2 separate regions of the Sus scrofa genome follow, and region 1 is linked to region 2. Evidence: chromatin contacts called from public Hi-C data. All regions are on one chromosome and are shown on one strand. Each heading gives the region's core, a stretch centred on a gene start, on an enhancer-like site or on the middle of the called end of the contact. The rest is flanking DNA. Distances are from core to core; before and after follow the strand shown.

Region 1 (2,700 bases), core at 148-2,647, 48 kb before region 2:
TCATCACAAATTATCCTCCTGGGGCTCCCAAATCAAACTCACCCTAGAGAACATATCCCACTGAGTTCGTTGGCACTTCAGGTTAAAAGACTCTGCTAATGATTTGTTATTTCATGGAGAGATACAGAGAGAAGTGCCACAAGGAGGGAGGAGAAATAGTGCCAATGAGGGCCCTGGGAAGCCCAGCACCTTCCTCTAAGAAACAAGTTGTGTGATTCATGTCCTCTGTACCCCATCCCAAAGATCACTTTTACTTCCACAGTGTACCCAGTAGTATCATCCAAAAACAGAGGTTGCAACAATTAAAGGCAGAACCAAATAATACATAAAGCTTTCCTCCCTCCTTTTCTAATTTCAGGGGTTTTGTCTGTTTGTTTGGCTTGTTGCTTGTTTGTTACTTTTTCTTCTTGCTTATGATATATCTTAAAGAGAAGCAGTATCTCCTCTTCTTGGAAGAGTCTTATACTATCTAAAAGTCCCTATTTCCACCCCACTTTCAGATGAATGATTCATAAAGCATAAAAGCAGCAACTGATACTGTTAAGCCATCTCTCCCTGATATTTTGTGAGACCTGAATCCTAAGGCAGAATACTAGCAATAAATATCTTCTCTTTTACCTTCTGTAAACTGATTTAGCCTCCAACCTCACAATCACACAGACCCTGGTAGGTGTTAAAACACAGCGATGACCAGGAGCACTCCTCACAGTCGTAACATAAATGGGAGCCTCAACACCTAACCAATTTGAGTGCTTTGCAACATGAAAAGATACCAGCGCTTAACTATCCTTCCCCCTGACTCTTAAGTTTCCCCCACTTATCAGCTTCATCCATACACACCAAGGAAGGGCACTCAACTCAAAGAAAAAAAGAAAAAAAAGGAAACTTAACTAAGATTAGAGCACAGACCCAGCTCTTGCCAAAACACTGGAGGGAAGCAGTACTTCTGGCAATAAGGTAAAGTCCCTGGGATCCAACCCTCTAGTATCTAGGCAAGCTCTTGTATCTAACACACCAGGGGAAATGAGCCACCATGAATGTGTGATTTTCCACTCTCAGATATAGACCCTGCGAGCCATGGAGCTGATGCACAGAGTACAGGAACCCCTACACACAACGCATGTGAAATAAATCTACAACTCGCACAGAATGTCATGAGATGTCTCACCCAGATACAAACACAGTACACCCAAGACAGGCACAGGCTTGACCACATGCACTGAAGGCACTGAACAGCACACACCAGGGCTCAGGAGAAAGGAACTGAAAAACAGGTGACGCTTCCTGTGATCCATGCCAGTCAGCCATTCTGACTACCCAGGCAACCATACTATCTAGCACCTCCCTCAGCCCCTCAGTCAAGGTTCCTGTCTCCACCTGCTCCTGTGACATCGTCCTATCATTACATTTTCTTTGAAATTCCTTTGATGAAAAATGAGTCACCTCTTCCTGCCAACATAGGACTAAGCCTTTTCCAGGAAAGTCATTCTCATCTGTCAATCCTCTGGGGGCAGGGCGCCACCCAGCGGCTCCTCCAGCTACCTCCACACCTCCTAGGAAAGAATGCCTCAGAGCACGGTCAACAGCCTGGAGGAAAAATGTAAGAAATGAAAAGAAGTAAGGTTCTTGGTGGAGCCAGGAATGGGGTTTGGGACCCAAAACATAATCTATTCCAGGAGATACACAGTTGAAGGGATAAATAAGAAGTACCAGGGCAGGGCAAGGACAGTCACACTTAAAACTTGGAATGGCTTCAACCTCAGAGAACCCATCTTAAAAGGTTTGGTTCCTGATACAAAGCGCCATCAACTATTCTGTAAGAAGTAATTGCAAACCCACATTTCTTACCTTGAGGCTTTGGGGCAACAGTAATCTACCCAGTGCTCAAGACAGTGATGCTCTAACTTTGAGATTCATGGTGGCATAGATAAGGAGTCAAGTTTAAACTGACAAAATCCTAGTTAGACATACAAATCACCCTAAATTTGGGGGGTAAAAGCTTTACTGAACTTCATTCACATAACACCTAATCCATCCTTTTAAAGTATATCATTCAGTGGATCTTAGAATATTCACAGAGTTGGGCAACCATCACCATCATGTAATGTTAGAACATTTCATCACCCCAAAAAGAAACCCTATGTCCATTAGCAGTAACTTCCTAACCCACCTTCCCCTAAACTCTGGCAACCACTAATCAATCTACTGTCTCTATGAATCTGCCTATTCTGTATAATGGAATCATACAGTATGTGGTCTCTGGTGTCAGGCTCCTTTCACTTAGAGCAGAATGTTTTCAAGTTGGCTCCTTTTGCTTAGCATAATATCTAATGTGATCCATGTTAGTATCAATTATTATTTCATTTCTTCTCATTGCCGAATAAATATTCCATTGTATGGATATGCCACATTTTGTTTATCCTTTCATCAACTGATGGATATTTAGGTTGTTTCTACTTCTGAGCTATTATGAATAATGCTGCCATGAGCATTTGTGTACAAGTTTTGTTGGATGTATATTTTCATTTCTTTGGATATATGCTTAGTAGAACTGCTGGATCATGTGGCAACTCCAACTTTTTGAGGAAGCACCAAATTGTTTTCCAAAGCAGTTCTACAGTTTTACATTCCCACCACCAATATAGGAGGGTTCGAATTTCTCCATATCTTCATGTGCCTTTTTGATTACAGTAACTACTC
Region 2 (2,700 bases), core at 116-2,615:
GATCCCGCGTTGCTGTGGCTCTGGCGTAGGCTGGTGGCTACAGCTCCGATTCAACCCCTAGCCTGGGAACCTCCATATGCCGCGGGAGCGGCCCAAGAAATAGCAAAAAGACAAAAAAAAAAAAAAAAAAAAAAAAACCTGGCCACAAACCCCAAGGAAATAGCTCCTCACTCGGTCCTCCCTTTCCTTGCCACGTTTGTATGTGTTGAATATTGATAATGCTAATAAATTCCTTTAAAAAAAAAAAAAAAAGAATCTAGAACAGTCAAACTCATAGAGACAGAAAACAGAATTGTGGTTGCCAGGGACTGGGGGGAGGGGGAATGGGAATTAGTGTTCAATGGGTATGAAATTTAAGTTTGGTAAATTCTGCAGATGGACAGCGGAAACGGTTACACAACAGTGTGAATGTACTTAATGCCTCTGAACTGTATACTTAAAAATGATTAAAATGGTAAATTTTACACATTATGTAATTTTATCACAATAAAAAAGCATATTGTTGTTGTGACTCTTACTAGCAAAAAGAAACTGTAATTACATAACTTCTATGTGCCAAACAAAATGCTTTATATATATTAATTCATTTGACCTTTACAGAAACTATGCAAAATAGTTACCACCAACATTTTACAAATGAGGAATTAGAAAACTCACTCACAGCTCAGAGTGGTTAAGTGACTGTCCAAGGTCACAGAGCACATAAGTACCAGAAGCAGGATCCCAACATCTACACCCTTTCCCCTGTAAAATGCTGCTCTCCACCCTAGAGAAGAAATTTCTCTAATACTACAAAAGAGCCACAAAAGAGAAATCCCCTAGAGCAAGGAGAAGGACACATGGTCAGCAACAGAGGTAAAAGAAAGAATTTACTATTAAAAGTCAGGGCATACTCCCTAATTCCACTTTTAAGGCTGTTCTTCCTCTGATGACCTCTGAGAACTTTAAATACACCAATAACCTAGTCACATAAACCCTGGCAAGCCAGGAAAAGCTGTTTGTGTTACACATAAAACCCCATGATGACATTTCTCATAACCTACAAAGAAATGCCCTATTTTGTAAGAATTTTTAAGGCCGTCTCTAAGGTCAAGAAAAAAGTCTAAGAGTGTATTGCAAAATTAAACCCTGGTCCCCAAACGCTAAGCAGAACTGAGCTAGAAGCAAAGGGAATCACAAGGACTTCCTCCCCATTTCTCTCTTCTACCTTCTGCTCTCACTCCAGATGGATGAGGAGCAGTCAGTCTGGGCCGGCAGGCAGCTCCTGGTCAGGAACGGAACTGCTGCGCGGGCCCACAGGTGGCACTGCTTATAAACGAGCAGCTCCCACGCCACCAGAGGAAGCTGCAGGGTCTGCTTCTGAGGACAGAGGGCAGGAAATCTGGACAGCCAGATTCCAGTCCCCGCTTGTGTCAGTCACACAGTCACTCAGGCTCAGGGGGGCATCCTGCCAGGTTCCATTTCAAGAATGGTGTCACTTCCACCAGGGACTAACAGTTGCTCCCTGGAAGATTCAGGCACCAAAAGGGCTGACCAGAGGATGTGGCAAGAGTGGAATCCACATCATGTAGGTCCCCGTGAAGGACCAGTCTTTTTGTGGCCTAAGTGGGAGAAGGGGCTCTACTACCATAGGTCAAGTAGGCACAGCTCAGAAAAGGATTCAAAGCAATCCCTTTGGGTCATGTGTCTCTCCAAGGGGTACAAGGAAGTTTGGGTTCATGTATATGTATATCCCTTAAGTGAAAGCCATTCTGCTGAAAGCAAAAGCAGCCTCCTTCCCACCCCCATAACCCAACTGATTTACAGTCAACAAATGTCTCTGGGTACTCAGAAAATATGCTGTCAAACAGGAAATGAAAAAAATATCCACTTCTTCCAGAAGGAAGGGGGAGGAATCACATCCCTATAGAGACAGGAAGGAAATCAGCTGACCAGTATCCCAGCCTTGTCAGGGAAATGACTCTTCCCTTCTCCATGCAGGGGGTTATAAAAGCCCAGTTCTTCTCAAGCTTCAGTCACTTCCTAGGTAAAAATTTCCAAGCCTAAGGCTGTATTGTTATAGCTATTGACTAGGTTGGATATTTACTAGTTAAAAGGGGAAAATGAAGATCCCTCATGCCCTAATGCCAACCAAAAGCACGACTCCACAAACTTCGTACTTTTTCCTGATGAATAGATGGAAGAGAGTCAAAAAGCAATGTCTGTACAATACTCAGACAAACCACAAGGGGCACTGGCCAATAGGTACAGGTGACCCCAATATTTAAAGTTTGCATCCACCCAATCTGAGGTTGTGACTGGTTGTGGGATACAAACCAAAGAGGCTGAGACTTTTTGTCTGCCGGTAGCAACCATCATAATAACAGCTTTAGATTTCTACGGTGCCTGGAGAGCAGGGTCTCGATGCCTTCCCTCCCACTCGAAATCTAATCCTGATCCCCTCCCTTTGCTGAATCCCTCCATTTGAGAGGGACAGGCATGTATCTTTAGTCCCTGCTGAAAAGAACATCAGTGACCAGAAGCCTTACCCAAGGTCATCAGTTACTCAGACAGAACTAATGGTCAACTTCTAAACGCTTTCTCACATAAAGACTGCGAAACAACTGTTTTGTTCTTAGGCAACAAAAATTCTCTAGGTCCTATCCACAAAAATTCCTTGATTTAATCTCTCTCCTATCTCCACTTTCTACCAATGCCTCC

What was found. A called contact is a pair of places that touch in the nucleus more often than the background predicts.
Region 1: a contact with region 2 is called in a Hi-C map of fetal liver, with 1.7 times the contacts expected there. The contact joins two enhancer-like sites. A contact is called at or near these places in 1 of 5 promoter capture datasets (liver), 12 of 47 Hi-C or Micro-C datasets (embryonic fibroblasts, epiblast stem cells, fetal liver and 6 more) and 2 of 2 datasets of contacts at active chromatin or transcription factors (alveolar macrophages and skeletal muscle).

What each region holds. Positions count from the first base shown.
Region 1 is chr6:95,052,923-95,055,622 of Sscrofa11.1, reverse strand. The region is part of intron 2 of MACF1 (microtubule-actin cross-linking factor 1); the gene reads right to left. Among named protein-coding and RNA genes, the nearest start is that of MACF1, 94 kb to the right of the region's middle. Within about 2 kb of position 1,397, at least 11 of the 83 cell types and tissues checked have an H3K27ac peak or open chromatin away from gene starts, as enhancers often do. A contact at or near this core is called in alveolar macrophages and fetal liver, where this site is marked.
Region 2 is chr6:95,004,911-95,007,610 of Sscrofa11.1, reverse strand. All of the region lies in intron 2 of MACF1 (microtubule-actin cross-linking factor 1), which reads right to left. Among named protein-coding and RNA genes, the nearest start is that of MACF1, 46 kb to the right of the region's middle. Within about 2 kb of position 1,365, at least 18 of the 83 cell types and tissues checked have an H3K27ac peak or open chromatin away from gene starts, as enhancers often do. A contact at or near this core is called in alveolar macrophages and fetal liver, where this site is marked.